Regions from separate parts of the Mus musculus genome. Here regions 2, 3 and 4 are each linked to region 1. A link is a contact called in public Micro-C and promoter capture Hi-C data. All regions are on one chromosome and are shown on one strand. Each heading gives the region's core, a stretch centred on a gene start, on an enhancer-like site or on the middle of the called end of the contact. The rest is flanking DNA. Distances are from core to core; before and after follow the strand shown. Region 1 holds the start of Pdk1 (pyruvate dehydrogenase kinase, isoenzyme 1). Region 2 holds the start of Gorasp2 (golgi reassembly stacking protein 2). Region 3 holds the start of Sp3os (trans-acting transcription factor 3, opposite strand). Region 4 holds the start of Tlk1 (tousled-like kinase 1).

Evidence for each region. Promoter capture Hi-C pulls out the DNA fragments that hold promoters and counts their contacts. Hi-C and Micro-C count contacts between places; a contact is called where the count stands out from the background. Capture Hi-C pulls out chosen DNA fragments and counts their contacts.
Region 2: a contact with region 1 is called in a promoter capture Hi-C map of second pharyngeal arch cranial neural crest. The contact joins the promoter of Gorasp2 here to the promoter of Pdk1 in region 1. A contact is called at or near these places in 8 of 39 promoter capture datasets (the 3T3-L1 cell line, 3T3-L1-derived adipocytes, cranial neural crest and 4 more), 1 of 115 datasets of contacts at active chromatin or transcription factors (astrocytes) and 2 of 9 other capture datasets (adipose tissue and liver).
Region 3: a Micro-C map of embryonic stem cells shows a contact between it and region 1, with 6 times the contacts expected there. The contact joins the promoter of Sp3os here to the promoter of Pdk1 in region 1. A contact is called at or near these places in 8 of 39 promoter capture datasets (the 3T3-L1 cell line, embryonic stem cells, hippocampal neurons and 4 more) and 1 of 484 Hi-C or Micro-C datasets (embryonic stem cells).
Region 4: a promoter capture Hi-C map of liver shows a contact between it and region 1, with 2.8 times the contacts expected there. The contact joins the promoter of Tlk1 here to the promoter of Pdk1 in region 1. A contact is called at or near these places in 8 of 39 promoter capture datasets (the 3T3-L1 cell line, the HPC-7 cell line, cranial neural crest and 4 more), 1 of 484 Hi-C or Micro-C datasets (CD4 T cells), 2 of 115 datasets of contacts at active chromatin or transcription factors (fetal liver and pro-B cells) and 1 of 9 other capture datasets (liver).

The regions. Positions count from the first base shown.
Region 1 is chr2:71,869,727-71,875,779 of GRCm38.p6, reverse strand. Pdk1 (pyruvate dehydrogenase kinase, isoenzyme 1) reads right to left here and starts at 2,556. Exons shown (of 11, transcript NM_172665.5): 1 at 2,215-2,556; 2 at 233-374. The coding sequence starts at 2,410.
Region 2 is chr2:70,658,865-70,664,917 of GRCm38.p6, reverse strand. Gorasp2 (golgi reassembly stacking protein 2) reads right to left here and starts at 3,409. Exons shown (of 10, transcript NM_027352.4): 1 at 3,158-3,409. The coding sequence starts at 3,220.
Region 3 is chr2:72,975,875-72,981,927 of GRCm38.p6, reverse strand. Sp3os (trans-acting transcription factor 3, opposite strand) reads right to left here and starts at 2,496. Exons shown (of 3, transcript NR_045269.2): 1 at 2,333-2,496. Sp3 (trans-acting transcription factor 3) reads left to right here and starts at 1,482. Exons shown (of 7, transcript NM_001018042.3): 1 at 1,482-1,678; 2 at 2,296-2,441; 3 at 2,899-3,030. The coding sequence starts at 1,672.
Region 4 is chr2:70,822,649-70,828,701 of GRCm38.p6, reverse strand. Tlk1 (tousled-like kinase 1) reads left to right here and starts at 3,222. Exons shown (of 20, transcript NM_172664.3): 1 at 3,222-3,509. The coding sequence starts at 3,371.

The DNA of each region.
Region 1 (6,053 bases), core at 1,307-3,806:
GGATAAAATTCACAAGTCCACTGTAATTGTAAACACAAGATGGGACACTTGCTGGGCAGTGGTGGCACACGCCTTTACTCCCAGCACTCAAAGGCAGAGGCAGGGAGATCTTTGTGTTTGGGGCTAGCCTGGTCTTCAGAGTGAGTTCCAGGACAGCCAGGCCTATACTGAGAAACCCCATCTCAAAACAAACAAACAGAACCAGAGCAAAACAAAAAAGATGGGCTCTTACCAACTTTGCACCAGCTGTACGGATGGGGTCCTGAGAAGATTGTCGGGGAGGAGGCTGATTTCTTTCATTATATTTGCCAATCTAACAGGCAACTCTTGTCGCAGAAACATAAACGAGGTCTTTTCACAAGCATTCACTGACCCTGAAACCAAGCACAGTGACAGGCAGTGAGTGACAGGCACCGGTAGCCGGAGCGAGAAAAGGAGAGTCAGTCACTTGGCAAGGCCACAACGGTACATTTACCATAGTGAGAGGAAGGAACTAGGAAACAAAGATATATCCAGGCACAGTTGAACTAACCGGTCTATAAAGTAATCCTGATTCCAAACTGACTTCCAATTCCTGAAATTCCAACTGCTCAGTACAACCATGTATGCTCAGTACAACCATGTAGGTACTTGTTATACTTCAGGATGACTAGGATTCAGGTAAGCTGTCTGCAGTAAGGCTCAGGGCCTGTGAAGAGAACTGGGAAAGGCCAATTCTATATACCCCACTGCTGCTGCCTTTAGAAATTCTGACTCCTGCTGGGAAGTAATGGCTGGAATCTTTAATCCCAGAACTTGGGAGACAGAAGAACGAGGAACTCTCTGATTTCAAAGCCAGCCTGATCCACAGAGTGAGTTCCAGGACACCAAAGCTACAGAGAAACCTTGTCTCGAAAAACCAAAAAAAGAAGAAAAAAAAAAAAAAAAAGGAAAAGAAAGAAATCCTGACTCTCGACTTTTGAGTAAATTCTGACCCAAGTCATTGACTAGACACAAATACTAACCACCAGAACAAATACCACCAGAACACAGTCAGTACAGAGGTTTTCAGGCAACAGAAGGCAAAGACCATCAACACAGTATCACCAACCATCAAGTGGAACCAGCTCAGTTGTCTGATTCCTGAGACCATCACCTCCCCCTTCCTCCACTCTTGAATCCAGATGTTTGGCAGAAGAGTTGATAAGTGTCCCTCCCCTGGCAAGCACCTTCACTTGAACTAAAAAAGTCACATTTCAGCAATCCATTTGAAACTAAGTGGACCTCGCAGATGGAACCTTAGCAGAAAACTATCTTGTCAACAGTAGCAGTATTATTAAGGAAAGCATCTTGCCAAAGTTTAATAGCGTATTCATGAACAAGGTGAACATTGCTACACCACAGTACAGGCATTCACAAATAAAAGCAAAACACACACACAAAACGGGGGCCTTTCATAGTCCCTTACTAAAGAAACACAAGGAAAAGCACCTGTCACTTCAAACCACAATTTTAAGATAAAGTACCTACCCCCACCACTAATCTCTCGTGCGTGCTAACCATGTTATAACCTGGCAGCACGACACAGAAGATAACTTTTTCTACTCCAGAACTTTCGGATTTCAATGTTAAGAGTTTATTCTAAGCATTTCCCTTTCCGCCTCATTACTCCTGATGAGAAGCCAAAAGTCAAAGGCCTAATTCTGCAGTTCTGCAATCTGTTACACACAGACAAGACCATGCACTTTACACGTGCTTGAGACTGGCTGCTGTTGAAACGAATTTGCTCTCGGTGAAAACACTGGCGAGGAAAGCACTGGGCCAGTAGTAACTTGTTTTCCAGCCATCACGCCACTCCAAACGATCGCCACTGTGCTGGCACCGATCTCGCCTCTGCAGAACACCACCCTCGAAGCAGTTTGAGCCCTGGCCTTGAACCTGAGCAAGGCATCCCCAAAGACACCAGGTCCCCAAGCGCGCACCTACGCACGTGCGCGGAAGGCTGCAGCCGCGGGCCCCCTGCTTTGTTTTTTTGGGTTTGTAGTTTTTTTTTTTTTTTTAAACACACTATAGTCGCACGTCCCTGTTACGTGCCCGGCCTTCCAGCGCCCGCTCCCTCCGAGGAGGAAGGAAGCACCTAAGACGCAGGGGGGGCGACACGAGGGAGGAGGAGGGGTGCGCCTGGGAGGACGGGGCCCGTGCACAGAGGCCCGACGGCCCAGCGGCCGCCCTCACCGAAGTCCAGGAACTGCTTCATGGAGAGTGGCGACGGCGAGAAGCGCGCATAGAAGTCCACCTGGCCCGGAACGCCAAGCTCCGACGCCGGCCCGGAACCCGAGGCCGAGGCCGAGGCCAGGCTACGGCTGGCGCAGGGGACGGCGCAGAGCGGCCTGACGCTCGTGCCGCCCCGCAGCAGCCTTGCCAGCCTCATACCGAGCCCCGCCGGAGGAGCCGGAGCTCCGGGCGCCAACCTGCGGCTGTATGCCGCTGCCCGGGCGCTACGTGCGGGACGTGGCTGGCCGCGGGGGCGGGGAGCTGCTGTCAGCGCTGCGGCCACCGCCCCCTCGCTGGAACCACGCCCCCGTAGGCGGAGCACGGACAGCACGGAGGAGGGCGAAAGGCTGCGCTAGCCACCGCCCCTGGTTAAAGACACGCCCATGTAGGCGGGGCCCTGGGAGGACGGAGGCGGGGAAAGAAAAAAAAAAAGGGAGCGCTGCTGAGCTTTGTGGGGTGTGGTGCAGCTGAAACCACCCGGAGCGAGTGGCCGCCGTGGGAGCCCGGCTTAAACGATCCAGCTTGCGCTGTGTTGCACCCCTTTGCACCCTTTCGTACTTCCTCCGCCCTCCCAGTCTCAGCGGAAAAGCTCTAGGCTGTGCGAGATCGTTGGCAATGAGCCTGTTCTCATTGCCCTTGGATCATGCAAGCCCTTGATTTGCAGGTGCAGCCGAACAGTGGTACAAGAGTTGAACTTGGGGGTGTGGCTCTAAAGAATTCCACAGCAACGAAAGTCCCGGGAAGAGCGCGTTGAAACACTTTATGCAAGCAATATTGCCACAGTACTTAAAGACTACTCGCTCTTTTTCTGTTAACTCATCTTAGAGTTACAATGTGCCTGCTCCATCTTTTCAATGTATAGAGATAGTGAATGTAGAATTAGAACATATTTAATATCTAACCCCACGAAAATCACGTCTGTCTTCTGAACACTGTAAAGTCCCCATCCAACTACCCTAACATTTGCTGTGTCTTAGGTGCAAGAAAACTATCCTGCCACGTGTGAAGTTTATCAATTATGTAGAATACACACCGAATAACACTTCATAGCTCCATGCTGGTCGCTTTTGGGTTTTGTTTTGGTTTTGTTTATGTTTTATGAGACAGGGTTTCTCTGTATAGCCGTGACTGTCCTGGAACTCGCTCTGTAGACCATGCTGGCCTCGAACCCAGAAATCCACCTGCCTCTGCCTCCCAAGTGCTGGAATTAAAGGCATGCGCCACCACTGCCCCGCTCGCTATTGGGTTTTGAAAAAACACAAATCATGAAGTCTGGGATGTAGCTCATATCCAAAGCCCTGCGTTTCATCCCCAGCACAAGGAAAGAAAAAACAAAAGCAACCCCCCCCACCCCACCCCCCCACATTGTGTTGGCCCAGGTTTATAATTTCAGCGATCTGCAAGTGGAAGCAGCAATGTGGGAGGTGAGAATTCTAAGGTCATCCGAAATCATGCCAGCCTGTTATTCTGACTCCTATCTGAAAACAAAGAAACAAATACCTGCCCACCCTCCCCCAACATACACAGAAAAACAGAAATTAGATCAGAGTCCCTTTAAAGAAAGCTGTTATTCTGTATCCAACAAACTGTGTGTAGCACAAAGCGGGGATATTGTCCGCATGGAAACAAAAGCAAGTGGTTTTGATTCTAGAGAAAGAAAAATTGTTTTTCCTCAAGTATCCAGTAGAAATTGTGGTCTCCTCTTGGGGTTCTTAGTCTCATTTAGAAAAGAGTTTAAGAATAGACTAAAGTGGAAGCTCAAGGATAATTTTATTAAAGTTTAAAAGAAGAAAAAAAAAACCTCCAAGGTAAACAAGCTGTGCATCTCAGCAGCTGCCTGGAGGAGGAGAATGGGGTAAAGAAAGAAAACAAACAAACAAACAAACAAAAAAGCACAAACCAACGAAAAGACCTATGCTGCTCCAGTTACTGGCATGGAGGTCAGATGGAGGTCTGCCACAGGGTGGGAAGGGGGGCCTTAGAGAAAAGGGTAAGGAAGCCCAAAGTATCAGAAAAAGCAGCATCAAAGAGGGAGGGGGTAAAGGGAGGGAGGAAAAAAGGGAAAATTGTGCCTTTCTGACTCCAACCCAGTACCTCATGGTGGTTTATAGGAACAGTGTTGGGGAAGGAGGAATTCTGGGAAGGAAAAGTACAATATCTCATTAAAGGACAAAATATTTCTTCTACCTATTTAGGATAGCTGAAGGCGAGTTTGCTTTCCTAGCAGTCCCAGGCCAGGTGATTGACACTGCCCAACTGCAATGTTAGCTCTCCACCCAGGCCAGAGAATCTAGCCCCTTCACCAGATGGAGGTTTGTTTTTCTTTCGTTTAAGAGTTATTTTATTTATATGAGTACACTGCTGTAGCTGTTTCCAGACACACCAGAAGAGGGCATCAGATCCCATTACATATGGTTGTGAGCCACCATGTGGTTGCTGGGAATTGAACTCAGGACCTTTAGAAGAGCAGTCAGTGCTCTTAACCACTGAGCCATCTCTCCTGCCCCTAGAGGGTTTTTTGGTTTTGGTTTGGTTTTTTTGTTTTTTCTTTTTTGGTTTATTGTTTGTTTGTTTGTTTGTTTGTTTGTTTTAGAGACAGGGTTTCTCAGTGTAGCCCTGGCTGTCCTGGAACTTACTCTGTAGACCAGGCTGGCCTCAAACTCAGAAATCCGCCTGCCTCTGCCTGCCAAGTGCTAGGATTAAAGGTGTGTGCCACCACCGCCCGGCTTGTTTTTTTCTTAATGGGTCTTTAAGGCTATTCTAACATTAAGTCCTTTGTTGCATCAGACCCTGTAAAGAAACAAAAACAAGAAAAAGATGCCTATTTCATATATTTGTGCTGTATAGCTGGGGAATGATAATTTTTAAAAAAAGTGGCCTTGAATCCCAGCATATAATATCTCCAATATAGTATAGTGAAATGATTGTTTAGAGAAATGATAAGTCATTATAAATTGAAATATCCTTAACAAAACAACCTATTTTTATAGCTGTTCCACTGTCTACTGCTTTTCTCCAGTGGCCTGTAGCTCAAATCCATCTGCCAAAGGAAGCATATTTGGGGCAGGAATTTCAGGTATCTTACAACACCATCCTGTCAAATGCAGGAGAGCTTGTTGTTTGAAAGGATTAAGTTTGTTCTGGATGACCCGGAGAGCAGATGGAAACCACAGAGTAACAGACACAATTCAACATGGAAAACTGTTGTCCGTTATACAGCCATTTCAGTCAGATGGACATCATGGAGGGAGGGGCTCTTGTTAGTGACCCTTAGATAGGAGTCTAGAAAACAGCTCTATAAGGATGGCCCTGGGAGGCTGTGGGAAAATAGGGTATTGTAAAGGAAAGAGCCTGGGTTGCATCTTAATGCTTTGACTGTGCTCTGTCAGTCATATGCCTTTCCATGTGTGTCTGTCTTAATCTCTCTGAGTGTAATGGTTTGTAGATGCTCAGCCCAGGGAGTGCACTATTAAAAGGTGTGGCCCTGTTAAAGTAGGTGTGTCACTGTGGGTGTGGGCTTTAAGACCCTCATCCTAGCTGCCTGGAAACCAGTATTCTCCTAAATTTGCCTTCAGATGAAGATGTAGAACTCTCAGTTCTTTCTGCACCATGTCTGCCTGGGCAATACCATGCTCCTACCTTGATGATAAATAATGCGACTGGACCTCTGAACCTGTTAGCCTGCCCCAATTAAATGCTGCCCTTTATAAGACTTGGCATTGGTCATGGTGTCTGCTCACAGCAGTAAAACCTTAACTAAGACACTGAGTATCAATATAGTACTAGGAAAGTACAACAAA
Region 2 (6,053 bases), core at 2,160-4,659, 1.2 Mb after region 1:
ACACAAGTAGTCTGGAACTCAAAATATGGACCAGGCTGAGCTTAAACTCGGAGATCTGCCTGCCTCAGCTTCCAGAGTGCTGGGAATAAAGGTGTGTACTACAGAGTTCACTTTGGCAGTGGTATGTGCATATGCCTGCACAGGCCAGAGGTATAACTCTTACAGTTAAAGTTATAGGCATTTGTGAGCCATCCAATTTAGATGCTGGGAACTGAACACGGGTCTTCTCCAAGAGCAGTATGTGACTTTAACCAGTGGGCCATCTCTTCGGCCTAAGTACCCACTTTTAAAAAATAACTTTTGAAAATATTCAGGGTGTTTGATAAACTTTTCCTTGAAAGTACAGCTTTCTGATTAATTAATTAGTTCCAATTTACTTACCAAGAAATAAAACTGCTAATTATTTAGGCTGTATGACTAATCTATCTTTATTTGTTCTTGATTTTAAACAGGGTCTCAGTCTGTAACTAAGAGTAGCCTAAAACTCATTTTGTACTCAAACTTGGTCTTCAACTTTTGGCAATCCTGCCTTACCTCACAAGTGCTGGATTATGGGTGTGGTTGACCACACCCCACTCTAATATATATTTTGCCCACACTCAACTTCATTATGCCACAGCATTCAAAACCTTTGTGGCATATATATAGGGGGTAGAGGAAAGCACAGGAAAATAAAGACAAAAACTCCAGCAGTATTTACCTTTAGACAGTGCAATTTCATGAAACTTTATCTTGAAATGTGTTTAAGTGTTCTATAAAGAACGGATAACCAGAAAACACAGCAACTTAGTAAAATGAAGATCAGTACTTACAGAATGTTAAGTCTGTAATTTTGGAATGTATAATTCAAGTGAAACAAAAAGAATTTAAGGGTCTGAACATATCCTTTGAAGAATTAAAGACCAGAAAACTCCGTGCTCAACACCAGGAGGTGCTAGTTAACCACATTCTCCTATGAAGCTCAATGCAGTGAACCTCACGGCCCTGTTAGGAAACATCACAGTCACAGTAGGTATCATATGCTTCCACCAGTTACACAAAGAAGCAAAAACCTGAGAAAAGCAGATGAGGTGTGGGAAGAGATGCTTCTCTGCATAAAACACACTGAATGACCGCAGGAGAAACCCTGCCGTGGTCAGTCACCTCTGCAATGGGGATAACAGTAAATATATAATGGGATCACAATTGCACCGAACCATGCGGGAAGGCAGAAAAAAACACGTATACGCCACCTAAGAGAACAGACAGGAAGACAGAAATTCATAGCACCTAAGAAGATAAAGTACTCTGCTTAGAGTAATTGCTGGGTCTGTTTCCGATTGCCCAAAGATTGTAAAGCAGAGCTGAGCAGTAAGTACTGAAAATAATCTCTCCAAGTTTACTTGATTATGTGGATTCCTGTAAGATAGCAGCAGATACGGGCATCAGAAGAGCAAATAGTGTTTTTACCACTAACAAGTGAACGGCCAGCAAACTGGTAGTTACCACAGAAAGTGAAATTACATCAGTTCAAACATGGGTGAGTTTATCTCAAAAGTTTCCTGCTATAGACACATTGGCTCACAAGATCGGGGTCTGTAGTGGGACGTACCACCATGCCTTAGGAAGCAACGGATAGGAGGGAGAGAACTCTTTTTTTCTCTCTGAAAACAGAGGTAAGGCAATGAGTGGCAAAATCAGGGAGAGAGAGGGTTAAAAACTTAAAAACATTTGCTTTCATGACATAATCACTAAAGCTCCCTTGGTTTATACCCTCTATACAATGATTTCATATTTTGTAACATTTGTGCTCCAGATGCAGACTGGTAACTGGGGCTGCCCCTACTATTTCTAAAGCTCAAGGAAGAGAGTAATAACACACCTGTACTAACTATGTGTGCACTCAGAAATCCTCCGAAGCACACCTATGAAGACGACATACTTCAACTGTCTTCCATAGGAATGAGCTCATTAAACTGAAGTTCTGTTGACATGAAGATCCATCTAAGACCCTAAAGACTATTTTTTTTTCCTACTCATTAACACTAATGTGTCTTACTAGGTTTCCCTGGGTGTTTATTATAATAAAAATACTGCAGCTCCCTAAGGGTTCATGGCCACACTCAGAATCTGCAAGTAACAGGATAATACACCTCACATGAGTCAACTCAGAATCAGACCAGATGAAAAAGCATCGCCATTAATTTTCCTACGAACCCGGGATGAAGCAGTTCTTTCTCCTGTGTTTCCTATTAGTGTGGGATTTAGGAGTTTGGTTAGCTGAAGGAAATAGGAAAGTAATATGGCATATGAAGAAACACCCTGGAAAAACAAGGGCTTCAAAAGTCTCTTTTGAGTGGAATGGAGAGACAACCACAATCCCGACAACCAGGTGACCAATCACAGTCCTATCGTTCAGGTATCTGGGCTATTTTAAAACGTTATCTCATTCAGAACATGCGACCCAGGGCAGAAAATGAAGGTAAGCAAGCACACTCTCAGAGAAGATTGTCCCTAAATGGCGATGCAGACTGAGGCCACTCTGTTCACAGCCCATGTTAGCACTCACACAGGTGTCACCACATTCCTGGTTCCACGAGGAAAGGACCGTTCACAGGCGGATGTGTCTTTGACCCCTGGTGTCTGGCGCTGCGTTTCCTCATCAAGCCTGGCTATTTTGGAAACTCTCCTCCGCGGACCTAAACCTCAATCTCCCCGACTATTTCATCTTAGAAAGAAGAACGGAAGTTCCTCTCCTCCAGGAAATGTTGGAGAGATCTGGAAGGGTCAGGAGCGACCCGGAACGGAAAAGTCCTATCAAAAATCAACTAAATTTAAGTCTGTCAAATCTAGCCCGAGGCCGTTCGTGCTCCTTTCCCTGTCCAGGTGGCCCTTGCAAGCATCCAGGGGTAGCCGAGATGAACCGACACCGGTCGTGACATCTCCGCTTAGCCTGTGGCTCCGTCACCCTCCCCGAGAACACAGGTACGGGTTCCGGCTCCTTCTGGAGGCGGCGCCCCTTGCTCTTCCTAACTCTGAAGCTCAGGCCAGTGCGCGGCGAGGCCGTGCGGAGGGCCAGGAGCCAGGGTGGTGGGTCCCGGGCCACGTCGCCGGCAGCCGCGCCCAGGGTGCTCCGCGGACTCGGGCCTGGCCGCCCCGGCGTCCCCCCGGGCCTTACCCGCAAAACGTGGTAGCCCTCGGTGCCGCCGCCCGGGATCTCGACGCTCTGCGAGGAGCCCATGGCGGCGGGCGATCCGTACGACCCGGCCGGCTCAGCGCTGCTCCGCCTCGCGCACCGCCCGCTTGGCGACTCCGCGTAGCTCTTGGGACGTGGCACTTGCAGCAGCCCGAGCCGGGCCGCACAGCCCGCCGGGAGATCGTCGCCCGGCAGCCACGGCCGCTGCCACGCCGCAGACAGCGCCCCCTGACGGGAGCCGGAGGGAACGATCGGAAGAGCGCAGCGGGCGGAGGCAGGGAGCGCGAGAAAGCGGAAAGACAGCCCGGAACGCGACGGCTCGCTACGGGGCCCCGGAGCAGACAAGACTTATCTCGGCGCGTTTCTACCTTCGCAGAAGGGTATTTGGTCGCAGCGCCTCCTGGTGACCAGAGGCCAGAGAGGAAGGGAGCAGATGCCGAGCACGCCTGGCGCTTGCTTTGTTTTAGGTCTTGTTTAATAAGATTGTATACCTGAGGATAGTTCACAGTGCCTTTCTGGGGTTGGAATATCAGGTATTCTCAGCTCACGTTTATAAAGAGCAGTGTTCCCTGAAATAAAAGCGGTTACTGTTTTGTTGTTTTTCTTCTCGTCCTGATAGAACACTACGGAGCTACGCAGGAGCGAGGGGCAGGGGTTGGATTTCCTTGGAATTTTGCCTGTTGCCCCACTGCACCCCTCTCAGTGTTCCCTGCCCCGTCTCCTCCCCATGCTATAGTTTGACTTTCAGTAATGGTGTCCCATCCAGGTGTTGACTGTCTTTGGTGTTTTGCAGTGTGAGCTATTATTAAGGGTTCTGAAGTATTCTAGTCCCAAATGGTTTTTCATAGTTAACCCAACACGCCACCAGTTAGATAGTCTAGTTTAAAGGATAGGTAGAGGAGCAAATGAGTGGTGCTCTAAAGAGCCAGGGGAATACAGTACGGGGACCTTTCTTCCCGACAGCTGACCAGTTCGCCATATGGAATCAGAATCATATGAAATTAAGAAGACTGGACTGAAAGAGATACCCATAGACAAAACTAAGAAATACCAGGAAGAGCTTGCATTGGGATCTGGAGTGAAGCCCAGAGGTTTCATAGTCCCTAGCCTGTGGAGGTGGAGGAACCTTGAAGGGATGGACCTTGTAGAAGGAAGTTGGAGTCTGTCCTTAAAGTAGGGAGTAGAACCCTGCCGCTTACTTTCTCTCTTTGCCTCACAGCTGCCCCGAGATGAACAGCTTTGCCAAAATAATGGAGCCAACAGCTATGGACTGAAACTACAAGCCAAACAAATCTTTCTTTCTCCTTTAAGTCGTTTTTTTGTCATTGACAAAAAGCTAACAGAAGGCCAATCTGAAAAAATTCCTAGGGCTGAAGAGGAAGGAGGCTTACGGGTTAAAAGTGTTGGCTGCTCAGTCATGTCAATGGGAATTCAGATCCCAGCACCGACAATAGACTGTCTATAATGCTTATAGCTTCAGCTCGAAGGGATCTAGCACCCTCTTCCAGCCTCAGTGTAGACACACACACACACACACACACACACACACACACACACAGAGAGAGAGAGAGAGAGAGAGAGAGAGAGAGAGAGAGAGAGAGAGCTGGGATCTTGCTGTGTTCTCCTGACTAGTCTTAAATCCCTGATTCCCAGTGACTCTCCTGCCTCAGCCTTCTGAGTAGCTGAGATATGCCACTGTGCCTGGCTTGTAAATGGCATTTTTGGTGCAATTGGAGAAACTTGAATATGGTTGCTAGAATATTAGATTTAGGAGAAGACTATTTCTTTTAATGAAAAGGAAGATAATTACTGAGGTAGGGAGCTAGTTAGAAGACAGACTGAGCCTATAGGCATATAAAATGATTTTTTAAAAATAAAGTATACATTAGTGCATTCCTCCACATAGGACTGTCTGGGATGATAAGAGAAGGGGCTATACTATGGACTTCTGAGTGGTAACTATGTATTTATCTTGGGTTCTTATGTATTCTATACTGCTCAAGGACCTGCCTTTTTATAACAATTTTTGTTTAAAAATTGAAAATAAATTACCACGTCTCTCTTTGCTGCTAATAAGCCAATTATAGTATCTTTCAAAGACCCCACGAGTCCATAGTTAAATAAATGAAAGGTGTGGTCACATGACTTCTCAAGAGCAGGGAGTGCAGCAGAGTTGGTTGCATGTTGCTGGTATGTACTGGAGTGCCTGGCAGCTAATGCAAAGAATCAATATTTAATACAAGACAATAAATATAAGAACTAGATTTGTTGATAATCATCTTATCCTGCTGGGCAGTTAATAATCTCCTTCATGGTACTGATATGTTCAGATGCCAAAGTTTTAGCTTAGGGGTTGGGAGATGGCTCAGGGTGAAGTCATTCACTGGGCAAACACAAAGACTCAAGTTCAGATCTCCAGAATGCACATAAAAAGCCAACCCATTGCTGCAGGAGTCTGTAGCCCCAGAACTGGGGAGGTAGACACAGAAAGAGCTTGGGGACTTGCTGGCTACCAGCCTAGTGCCAGGTTCCTAGAGACCCTGTCTTAAGGAAATAAGTTAGAAAGTGAGACCAGAGTACACAGTGACACACACACACGAGAGAGAGAGAGAGAGAGAGAGAGAGACAGAAGACAGAGACACAGAGAAACACATATGTATGTATGTATGTATATATATGTATAAATGTATATATGGGTGTGTTTGTGTATAAATTTGGATATACACACATATATAAATGTGTCAAAAGAGTATATATAAATCTAAATAGTATATAAAATAGTATATATAAATCTAAATAGTATATGTAAAATAGTATATGTAAATTTAATCTGTCAGCTTAAAATAGTAACAAGAGAAGAATCACACCTGAGAGCTGA
Region 3 (6,053 bases), core at 1,247-3,746, 1.1 Mb before region 1:
GTATTAAAAATTACCACGAAGTAGTTGGCGGAGATGGCCCCCACTTTTAATCCCAGTACTCAGGAGGCAGAGGCAGGTGGGTTTCTGTGAGTTCCAGGTGAACCTGGTCTACAAATCCAGTTTCAGGACAACCAAGGCTACACATGAAACTGTCTTGAAAACAAAAACCACAACCAACGAGAAAAAACCAAAAAACAAAAAAACAAGTCCAAAAAGGCTTCTGAAACCGATGTATGCACTGCCCCTCCCCCCCATGAATTTTCAAGTTCGTGTATACAAAGCTAGTTTAAATGCTTTGCCTTCAACCTCATACAAAACATACAAGTACAATAATTGGGATGTTTATTCTTGCTTGAGGTAGATTTCTAATAAAAGTATTGTGGATAGTGTTTCCTACTCTTAAATTCAACCTTTCTTAAGCAAAAGTATCTAGAGGTAATAGACAACGTTCTGTCTGTTGTTTGCAGAACACTTTTTTCTCCTGAATGACTGACTGCAAGGCATTGAGGATGTCAAAGGAAGGGGTGTTAATACACCACTAAGTACAAAATTTAAAAAAAAAAAAAAAAGTAACTAAACGCTCCCAAGAGGAAGGATACTTTTTAGATGTACTGTTTTAACAAATGTTGACTGACTTTCTTGGTTAAGAAGCAGGTAGTTTGTGTGTGCAGCAAACTGATTTTAAAGGGTGACTGTATCTCATTGAATAAAAACATAACTAAGCCTGCTTTGATATCACTGGCCAGAACTAAAACCTTTTTTCTTTATGAAGGGACTGGAGATATCTTTTTGCTCTAAGTGCCCGCCTCCAGGGTCCACAAAAGTAGATGGTTGGTAACCACGGGCTAAGCTCGGGAGGATGAGAAGGTGATGGATCCGACTTGCGACCAAGAGCTGAATGTGTGTGAAAACGTCCTCCTCCAGCCTCGGAGGGGGTGTCTCCCCCAATACCAGCTCCCTCCCCCAGGGCTCGTGGGGCGGGTCCGGTTTGCTCAGTAGCAGCAGCAGCCCTGGGGCCGAGCGGCGGTGGCCTCCTGGCAGCGCTGGCAAGACGCAGCTCCGAGCGCCCGGGCCCTGGGGAGATCCAGTCCGGTCGGCTGCCAGGATGGAGGAGACGTCGAGTGGAGCCGGAGCCACCGGGGACGGACTTCCTCCCCAGCTCGGCTCCCCGACAGCCTGGCGAGGCCTGCACACAGGGCCAGCCAGTGGAAGAGGCCTGCGCCTCGGGTCTGGCAGCCGCAGCCGAGGAACGAGGCTGGCACAGCGGGGTAACGCGCGAGCCGGGGCCGTTCTGGAGAACCTACGGCGCCACGGCCGCTCATTGTCTCTCCCCTTCAACCCGGGGGCAAACAGGAAGCCCGCCGCCAGGCCGAGCGACGGACAGGCGTCCGGACCAATGAACAGAGCTGACGGAGAGCCTAGCGGCAAATGAGAGCCGGGAAGAGGGGCGGAACTTCCGGGCGGGCTGTCGCCCTCTTCCCCCCTTTTGGGCTGGAGGCTCCACCTTTTGTGTTTCCCGCACAGTCAATCAAAATAGGAAAAAAAAAATTCCCCGGACCGCTCCGGCCGTGTCCGCCGCCGCTTCCCGCATCCTCTCCCGCCGCCGCCGCCTTCGCTTCTCACCATGTGTAAGGCGGCGGGGAGCCCCGCCTGAGCTGTCCTAAACACACTATGACCGGTACGTAAAGCCGAGAGAGAGCAACCCTCGCTGCCTCCGCCGCTGCCACTGCCGCCCACAGCCAGCCCGGGGCCGCCACCGCCGGCTCCCGGCCTCCGGGAGCGTGCGACCGAGTGTCGGCGGAGGCAGAAAGCCGCACTCCCATCTCCGCCAGCCAGCTGTCCAGCCCTTCCAGCCCCAGCGCCGAGTGCCCGCCGGGCTCCGGGCGGGCGGCCCGGTCCGCCGGGAGCGCATCCCCCCTGTGTGCGGGCGCGGGCGGCGGCGGCGGGCGGGCGTGTGCGAGTGACTGACGGTGCGAGAGGAGCGAGCGCCGCGGAGGGAAAGGGGAGGAGAGGAGAGGAGAGGAGAGGGGGCAGGGGCAGCGCGGGGAGGAGGAGGAGGGAACGAGGAGGAGGAGGGTTACAGCCGCGGCGGGCGGGGGCAGCAGGAGGGGAGGAGGGAGCGCGCCGCCGCCGCCGTGGCCGCCGCGGCCGGGGGGAGGGCAGGGGAGGGGCAGGGCCCGGGCCGCCCGGCGCTCACTAATGTGGCCGCGGCTCGCGGGCCCCCTCCCTCCCCGCACCCGCCTTCCTCCCCACCCCACCCTCCTCCTCCCCCCTCCCCCCGCGCTGTGCCTGCAGCTCCCGAAAAGCCCGTGAAACAAGAGGAAATGGCTGCCTTGGACGTGGACGGCGGCGGAGGCGGCGGCGGCCACGGCGAGTATCTACAGCAGCAGCAGCAGCAACAGCAGCAGCACGGAAACGGCGCGGCGGCGGCGGCGGCCCAGGTGAGGAGCGGCTGAGCGCGGCCGGGCTCCCCGCGCGCCGCTTTCTCCTCCCCTCGCCCTCCCTCCTTCCCTCCCTCCCTCCCGCGCGCGCTCGCCCGCCCCTCCCCCGCCCCGGGAGCTGCCCGCCCGAGGCGCCAACGCTCCGACCCCGCCCGCGCGCCCCCGCCCGCCGCCTTTTTGTGTGTGTGTTTGTGTGTGTGTGAGTGTGCAAGTGTGCGCGCCCTCCCGGGTGGGATCCGGACGGAGGGAAGAGGCCCGGCGCGCAGCCGTCCGCCGCGGGCCACCGAGCGCGGGGAGAGGCGCCGCAGACCCCGGAGGAGGAGGAGGAGGAGAGCGCGGGGCCGGGTTGGCGGCGCGGCCAGGCGCGGAGCGAGCCGTACTTCCTGTGCGAGCGGGCCCGGCCCTAACCGCCACCCCCCTCCCTGTCTCCCTCTCTGAACCCGCCCATCGCGGGTAGGACACTCAGCCGTCACCGCTCGCTCTGCTGGCCGCTACCTGCAGCAAGATAGGGCCGCCATCGCCGGGCGACGACGACGAGGAGGCGGCCGTTGCCGCCGCCGCCGGGGTCCCCGCCGCCGCCGCCGGAGCGGTAAGTCCCGCCCGCCCGCCATCCCGGGCCTGCGGCGCGCCCGCCCGCCAGCCCGCCAGCCCAAGGCCTCCCGCCGCCGCGCGGCCGTCACGCGCGGGCCGTCCGGCTCTGCCGCGCTTCCCTGCTCGCTCGCGTCCCCGGTGGGAGCCCGGGCCGGCCCGCGCTTTCCGGAGATTGTCACTGCGGCATCGCGCGCAAAATTCCTCACAAAATGAAGTCTGAGACGGAGGAGGTGGGGGGTGGGCACGGGACTCCAAAATGGATGTTTAAGTAATTCGTATCAGGACTTGAAAACTCACTCGCTCTTTGCACTACATTTGCAAGCACAGCCTATCGGTCACAGATAGTATCACCTACCGAGGCAAGGATGGCTCTAGTTTCTAGAGTTTTTGAATCTGGAGCAAGTTTCCAGATCTTGGGTATTTGATCATTTAAGGAGGGTGTTCTTTTATACGCAGGGACGAACATTTTTATTATTATTATTTTTTAACCTGATCATTCAGAATTGTTGGCGTTTTGCAGACTACTCCAACTTTGCACTAGTTTTGTTCTGAGTAGGGTTAAGTGAAATAGTTGGGAGGCTATTGAAATTTGAATTTGAAGTTAGTAATAACTTTGGCCTTTGAGGTTTTCTAGAATATCAATCTTAAAAAGTAGATGAAAGTCATTTTGTTTACATGCTTGTTAGCACACTTCATACTTTTAAGAGTTGAAATTGGTTGGCTAAATGTTATTTTTATTATAACGAGTCTGATGGGATTCTTTTGTAAATTTTAGAACCTCTAGGTTGTGGAGAGGAGCGGCAAGTCTTAGTGAAGACTCAGTGTAAAATTAGGTGCTGTAGACAATGTGAATTTTACATCTGTGTGGACCATTGCTGCTCTTAGCTTACTGTGAAAAGGTGTGTTCACCTGTTAAGATAGTTAAAACACGCCTCAAGACTAAGTTTTTAAGAGGTTTATAGCAATCGATTTATGTAGTGTCAGTTTAGTTGTCACTGTTAGAAAAGTTAGCTGTTGTATACTAGTCATTCAACGTTGTTACTCTGTATTAGTAAATAGATATTTTTAGTCTGAAATTAGACTATGGACAGTGGGAGCATTTTTAATGTCATGTATTTTTTAAGCATATTAAAATATCAAAAGCTGTTTGGGAAAACTTTTAAATTTAAAGAAACGTTAAGCAGATTAGTAAACTTTTAAAGTAAGTTATATTTCCCTAGTCCCAAAGTGTCAAATTAAGTTTATTGTTTTCCTTAATAAACTACCTCAGAAGTAAAATTGAAAAATAAACTTTAAATAAAGTGCAATTTTTCATGTAACTATCAAAGTTTCAGAATGTGCTTACAGATGGGGAGGGGAGTGGTGAGGAGAAGCACAGGGTTGAAAGCATCATGCTTAGACTCCAACTCTAGTGGATCACTAGACTGACCCCAGCCATGTGTTTGTGTCATGTTCTTGGGCTTCTTTAAGATCTCTGACCTATCACAACATTACTAAGAACACCATTTCCTGCCAGATGAACATGAACACTCTGAATTTAGTAAAAGTAATAATATGAAAATACAGTTTGCTAGAGAAGCCTCTAAACTTGGAATTTTTTGGTGCATGTTTGATGCTCGATAAATCTGAGTTCTTCCAAATTTTTCACTTTGAGCAAAGTTGAAGTAAACTGAGCTGAAAGTTGAATAAGGTGAAAAATATGAGAGCTGTCATTTTTGTCTGAACATTAATGGGGAAAAAAGTTGGTTTCTAGTTTAAAAGTAGTTTAAAGTTTTTTTCAGAATGCTTAAAAGATATTTTCAATATTTAAAACTATACTTAAATATATTTAAGTACTCTAAAATTACTGGAGATCACTAGAGGACCGTAGTGTCTTGAGGGTTGTGGGATGTTTTTAGATTTAGGGCAAAGCAGGAAATCCAGTGTCAGAGTCACGACCTTCACCTTTACCCAGCTACCCCCCGTGCTGCCTTATTGTGGCACAGTTTTCAAATCTGTGTATCACTAACATGGGTAGCTACAGATTTTGAGTTTTGCCAATTTTTCCATTAATGTTCATTTTCTAATCTAGGTTCTAGACAAAGATATCTATTAATGTGTTCTGTCCAAAGCCAAATGCAGATGCTCAACCTAATGACAATTTAGCTTGGTATTTCTAGATGATGAGTACCTTGAGAAGCCAGTGTTCACTAGAGACTGACTTTACCATTTGAGTTTGGAACTTATAGAGGATCCTGGCCAAGGGTGTGCAGAGCTACAGATTAGACAGACACAGTGGTTTCATCTATAATGACCTGTAATGGGCATCCAGAGATGATGCAGCAAAGTTCCTTTGTATTTTATTATTAATAATTAGGAAATGAGATCTCTGCGAATATTGTCCAAATTACAGGCATGACCTTAATGATAATTTATTTGTGCTTTTGTGAAATAAACTATACAAACATATGTAATAAGAATCACAGGTTTAAGTTACAAATTCAATGTTTATTAGTTTTGCAGGTAAATGTTGCCACATTTAAAAAGTGAATACTGATTTCATTTCAAGAGTAGGGAGTTTTACCATTAAGACCTTACAGGGCAGGATGTAGCTTAGTGACAGTGCTTGCCTAGCATTTATTTGCAAAGGCTTGGCTGCCATTCCACCCCCACATACTGAGTTGGGGTGGGGAAGACCTTACAGTGCCCTTGCAGTTTGAGTTGACATTTTACTTGAGTATCTGCTCAAGAATTATTATATTTGACTCCACCTTAGTTTCACACTTGTTCTGATTTTCAGGTACACCCTTCTGGCTTTTATAAAGCCATTAATGGGGCTAAGAAGTTAATCATTATTTCAAAATGCAGTGAGAATTTCTTATCCCTTTCCACTGGTACAATCTAAGAAGACAGACCTTGTTCTTTGCTTTTCCTTCACTCTCCACCCATCATTTTTATGCCTCATTGCATTGGAGAATGCCCTTGTCATGAATTGCTATAGCAACATCATTGGGTGTGCCACCACCACCCAAGGCCTCTGTA
Region 4 (6,053 bases), core at 1,973-4,472, 1.0 Mb after region 1:
CATCACATTGTATGACCCAGTTGGCCTTGGACTCATGGTCTTCCTGCTTCAAGCTACTAAGGAGCTAGGGTATACAGCTTACAAAATTACCTATTTACTTATTTTTAAAGAATTATTTATTTTATTTATATGAGTACACTGTAGCCATCTTCAGACACACTAGAATTGGGTATCAGATCCCATTACAGATGGTTGTGAGCCACCATGTGGTTGCTGGGAATTGAACTCAGGACCCCTGGAAGTGCAGTCGGTGCCCTTAACCACCGAGCCATCTCTCCAGCCCCCCAAAATTACCTATTTATATAATTTTTGTCTAGAGACATTTTATGCTTAAATTATTTAAAGGTCATTTAATGAACTTCCCCTGAACATAAAAAATATATTTTGCTGTGCACCACTTGGGGAAAGACAGAGGTAGAAACAATAGCTATATAGTCTCAAAACCTGTATTGTGGTCACTAACCTTTTGTGGTGTAACCCTTCTAGTCATATATTTTTGTACAAACTTACAAATGGCAGTCATACCCATGTTTTACTTACTGTAATGTACTCTGAAAATTCTATCCCTACCATTTGGTAAATTTTGAAGGCGTGCATTCAGATGCTGCATGGCATGCCATTTTTAGGCTAAGCCCGTTTGTTTTTCTGCTCAGCTCCTTATAACTGGGAGAGGTTTCTTTAGAAGGTGATAAGTGCATTATCTTCATCACAAGCCACAAGAAGGCAAGAGCAGCATCTGTAACGTCCTTCTCGGGCAGCAGCCACAGGCAAAATAGAACTGAGGTAGCTCGCCTATGCATGTGCCACGCACCTCTACTCATCACTGAAAAAGACAAAACAACAAAAAAACCCAGGGTGCACAAAACGTTGTCAGGAAGGTATCTGTAGTCCAGCCTAGCCTGGCATTCAAAGCAATCCGCTCGCCTTTACCATCCAAGTGGTGGGACTAAAGACTCGAGCCACCTTGCTTTTCTGCCTTGGGATTTATTTACAGTTTATGAGGAATGGAACTCTCAATGAAAGTCTTGGAAATGACAGGAGTCACCCAATGAGTCTAACCATCTTTGTTATAGATGGGAAAGTTGATTTTTTTAATAGTTATTGACATTAAACTCAGTTCTTTTAACTTCCTTCCTGTTCTGTGTCCTTTATGATACAGTGTGCAAACTAAGCTTACTCTTAAAAGAAAGAGGGGCTGGGGTAGAGGGTTTGCCTAGCAGGTATGAAGCACTAGGCTTGATCCCCAGTATATAGAAGACCAAGCAAGCAGAGTATATATATACATATCATATAAAGTCATAGATAAGCAACCAAGACATGGGTGTATGTCCATACAAAGGCTTGCACACGAGTGTTCATGGAAGTATTAAAGTAGAAAAGGGAGAATGCAAATGTCCATCACAGTTCAAGGGATAAGGCAGGATATATTCGTACAAGAAAATGTAACCATATGGCTATTAAAATAATTATGTTCAGGGAAACCACTTTATGTCCAGAAGAAAACACTGGACACTTCATCTAAAATTCAGGAAAATTCAAATTACTCCGTGGCATAGAAAGAAGATATATGGCTCTGAGGGGGATGGAAATGGGGCAGGTAGGAACCTCAAAGGGGTGGGGAGAAGGGAGTTGAGTGGGCAACAGATGTTTGCTACTGATTGTACAAGGGGCATCAGAGCTGTATACACCCTACAGTGTGAACTAAAGCCACACACTTTACAGTGAGTTCTATGTCAATAAAGTTGTTCAATTTGTGAGTTCTTAGGTTTCAAAAGCAGAATGTGACTGAAAACAAGAATCTGAAGCACAGGAACACCCCAGTGACTTCTGGCATAGCTGACAACCAAGGCTCTATTCTGGGAGTACAGTTTATCTGAAGAAAACATTACGATGAGAAATGCAAAGTCATAAAAATAAAAAATAGAAATGACATTTTGGTCCCCCTGGTAATCATGTCATTTCCTTATGCCTGCACAGTTGCTCTATAGCATAATCATTTTAGTGTTCTATTCAATTTGGTTTAAAGAGAGCAGTAACCTTGTCGTATTTTTCCTGGACTACCAGACTTGCTCTTTTATGAACAAGATGGCCAATCGCTGGTGTGTGTACGTGGGTGTGCAGAAAGCTATGCTCTATCTATAAATTTTAGCAAATGCTGTAATTTGTTTTGGGAATTCGTCGTCAATACTCAACAGCGGCACCAGAAACTGGAAATTTCTAGAAACTATACCTTCTTCAAGATGAACACTATAGTTTTTTTGTTTTTTGTGTTTTTTACTGTGAATTCAGTAGTCAACATTTTCTATTTAGATTTTCCACTTCTGTGAAAACAAAGAACAAACAGCTATACCACACACTCAGGCTACCCCACCGGTAGGGTTTCTCAATTCTTTTGGTAGATTGTTTTAAGGAAAGTTTTATTTTCTTAGGTTCTTTTTTTTTTAATTCCGTGACTACTCCTGTTTTGCAGATGGATAAGTGCACACTGCTCTTTCTTTCTTTTTCTTTCTTTCTTTCTTTCTTTCTTTCTTTCTTTCTTTCTTTCTTTCTTTCTTTCTTTCTTTCTTTCTTTCTTTCTTTCTTTCTCCTTCTTCTCCTTCTTCTCTTTCTTCTTTTTCTCCTGAAGGGCAAGAAGCAACTCTCAACTTTTCAGTTCCATTTTGAGACTCCGGAGCCAGGCGAGAGCAGAGGCGTCTCGGGCAGGCTGGGTGTGGGGCGCGCTTCGGAGCAGGCGCGCCGCGGCGAGGGGGAGGCAGGTGGCAGCGGGGGCGCGCCTCCCTCCGGCCGGCTCCGCGCACGCGACTCGCCGCTCCGCGCCGCGCCGCGGGCCCCGCGCCTCCCAGCGCGCTCGCGCCCTCCCCGCCCTCGCCCCGCCCGGGCAGGGCCCTCCCCCCTCCCCCCTGCCGGCCCCGCGGCCGCCGCCGCCGCCGCTGCTACCGGAGGCGCAGGAGCCTCGCGATAGTGTTTGCATTGGCGGCGCGTGACGCCGCCGCCGCCGCCGCCCGTAACTGATGCAGAGGTTACCCCGCCGCCTCAGCCGCCACCCACCGCCCGCCACCGCCCGGGCGACGCCGGGGCCCGACGCACTGCAGAGGTGCCGGCAGGTTCCGCCCGCGGAAGTGGCCTCGGTCGGCGCGGCCCGCGCTCCGCCCGCGCTCCGGCCCCGGCCCCGCGGCCCCGGCCACTCGCCTCCCCTCGGCGCTACCCTCCCCGCCCGCCCTCCGCCCGGCGCGCTCCCTCGGCGGCGCGGCGCTCCCCTCCCAGCCCTCGCGCCCGCGCTCGCCCTCAGCGCGGCCCCCGCCATGACGGAGGCGGGTGCCGGTGCCGCCGCCGTCGCAGGGGGGGAGTCGGGCTCCCAGAAAGTAGCTTGATGAGTGTCCAAAGTAGCAGTGGAAGTTTGGAGGGGCCGCCATCTTGGTCCCGGCTCTCCACGTCTCCAACCCCGGGCTCGGCGGCGGCGGCCAGGTCCCTGCTGAATCACACGCCGCCATCCGGGAGGCCCAGGGAAGGTAAGCGCCGCCGCGCCCTCCCGCGGGCTCCCTCGGCCCGCGCGGACCCCGGGCTGGGGTGGGGGGTGGCGGTTCGCGGGCGGGAGGCCTGCCCTGGCTCCCTGAGCCTCCTGGCCTCGGGGCTCGGGTGGGTTTGCCCTCGCGGTGCAGCCTCGGCGCGCGAGCCCCCTCCCCTAGCCCGCACTCCTCCCATAGAGGCGGTCCCCGCGCCGCAAGCCGGGCCGCCGGGACCGGTTAAGATGCCCCTCGCCCGCCTCCCGCATGCTCTGGGCTGCCTCGGATCCGAGTCGGATCCCCATCGCGGCCCCTAGAGCGATCCCAACGGCAGACCGACTCGTGGGCAAGGCTGCTCGTGCCACCCCCCCCCCCCCCCCAGATGGTTGCAACTTTCCTTCCTTCGCCATCGGCTCCTGCATGTTTGAACGTTATGCTCGTGGGTTGCAAGTACGCTCGTGTTCCTTTCTGCCCAAGGGTGGTGGGCTTTTTTTTTTTTTTTTTTGGTGGAAATTCCTGCTTGAAGGTTTCTGCAAAACACGCACTGAGATCGGTTACAATTGTTTTCTAAGTTTTCTGGCTCCTTGCATGCAAGTGTTCTGCCACCAGATGTAGCAGTCACACAGCTAGTAAGGCACCTAGTGCTTTTGACTAAAAAATGAACTTGCTGCCTTTAACTTTAAGTATACTCCATAAAATGGAATTCGGGAGAACACTCCTTTACCAGGGAAGAATAAATTTGCATCGGATCTCTTTTAACGCCCTTTTGTCTGGAAAATGCGAAGTCGTATTCGTTAGCAATCGGTAAATGGGCTGTTCGCTCCCGGTTGTCTCGCACAAGGAGATTATCAGCACCTTTAAAAAAAAGAAGAAAACGTTTGAAAGTCCAGCAGTCTAGTAAGCCTTGTAAAGAAATTCAGAGCTTCGGTTTATGAGTCGTTCGGATTATTGTATTTTGAAAATATGTCTATATTTATTATCCATAGCTTTGGTAATTGCTAATCAAATGTTTCTTGCCCGGATCCAGTGGTTGAGGCATAGCATTCTTTGTCATTTTGTTCCCGTGAGCATGTGTGAAAGTGACAATAGGCTCAAAGATTGACGTGAATATGCTCTAGAAAATTCATGGGAAGATTTGATTTATGGCATCCATTAAACATGCCGAATACGTTGACAGACATTTTCCCCTTTCATCTCACCCTGACACTGATTTTTCATTAAAAGAAATAAGAGCTTATTTATTGAATGACTTAAATTAATAATCTGAGTTTTTCCTTCTGTTCTTGAAAGTTTATGTACATGTATAAGCTTGAAAATTTGTAAGTTTAAAATTTAAAGTGTGTGTTGTAAATAGGGCAGTTGGTGCTTGTAGCTTGCTTGTTTCCACTTTGTAGTTTCATTACGATGTCTAATGGTAGTATGAGTTTTGAAAGATTATCGTGGTTTCTAGAGTACTATACCTTTGAAAAATAATTCCTCATTGATTTCTCAAGTGTTTATTGAGCCATTACTATGAGCCAGGACCCGTATGTGATAATCTGCTGAATACATGGTGTTGGTTTAACAGTTGACTTCTGTTATCAGTCCTGGGAATTTGGCAGGCACCAAATTCAGATGGAGTTTCTAAGGAAGGTCAGCCCTAGCTGACCGTCTTAGGTGTGCCGTTCTGCACCCTTCCTGATGATGAAATGTTCTGAATGGTTGGAATAACTTAATTCAAACTTCCAAATAACCAGAAATCCTGCTCCCCTCCCTCAGCAGCTTTTTTTTTTTTTTTTTTTTTTAAATGGGTTTTGTTTTTTGTTGTTAACCTAAAATAGTGAGTCTTAGTTAATACTTGAAATTCTGGGATATAGTCTTGTGAGTTACACTTGACAACAAAGTTTCCATCCTTTTCTCCTTTCCCCTTGAGTCTTATAGTGGACCACTGCTGTATTACAGGGCTACACCCCAGCCCTCATAATTATTAGGTCATTTATTTTTTATTAACCATGTAAATTAAAACTGTTAACCGTCCTCCACCCCTATTCATTTTGAGGCTTGGCACCATGTCTTTAAATTTTACCATTGCCAGAGGAATGATAAAATTATCTGTTGGAAGCCCCCCAAGGATCAAGATGGAGAAGTTTATCATTGAGTAGAGTCCCCTTTTTTGTTACAGGTGTTTAGTACCTTTTGAAGGTATATATGTTAATACGCTGCATAAACTGATTAAATTTAAGAACCTTTTGATTTCAAGGGAGGGCTAGTAAGAAACATAGGAAATGCTGGTGGGATTTGATTGGAAACATTGAGTGACTGTATCAGGACGAGTCTAAACTTTGTTTCTTGAAAACCTGAGCCAAATTAACTTGCAATCACAGAAAAGAAGTTAAGTTCAGATGATGTTTAGGTACATGTATGTTTGTGAACTCTTTTGTCTGCACTTATGTACATACCATATGCATGCCTAGTGCTGAGGAGCTCAGAAGAGGGTCTTTGGATCCCCTGGAACTGGTATGGAACAGAAGGTTGTAAGTTGCCATGTGAATGCCCTACAAGAGCAGCAAG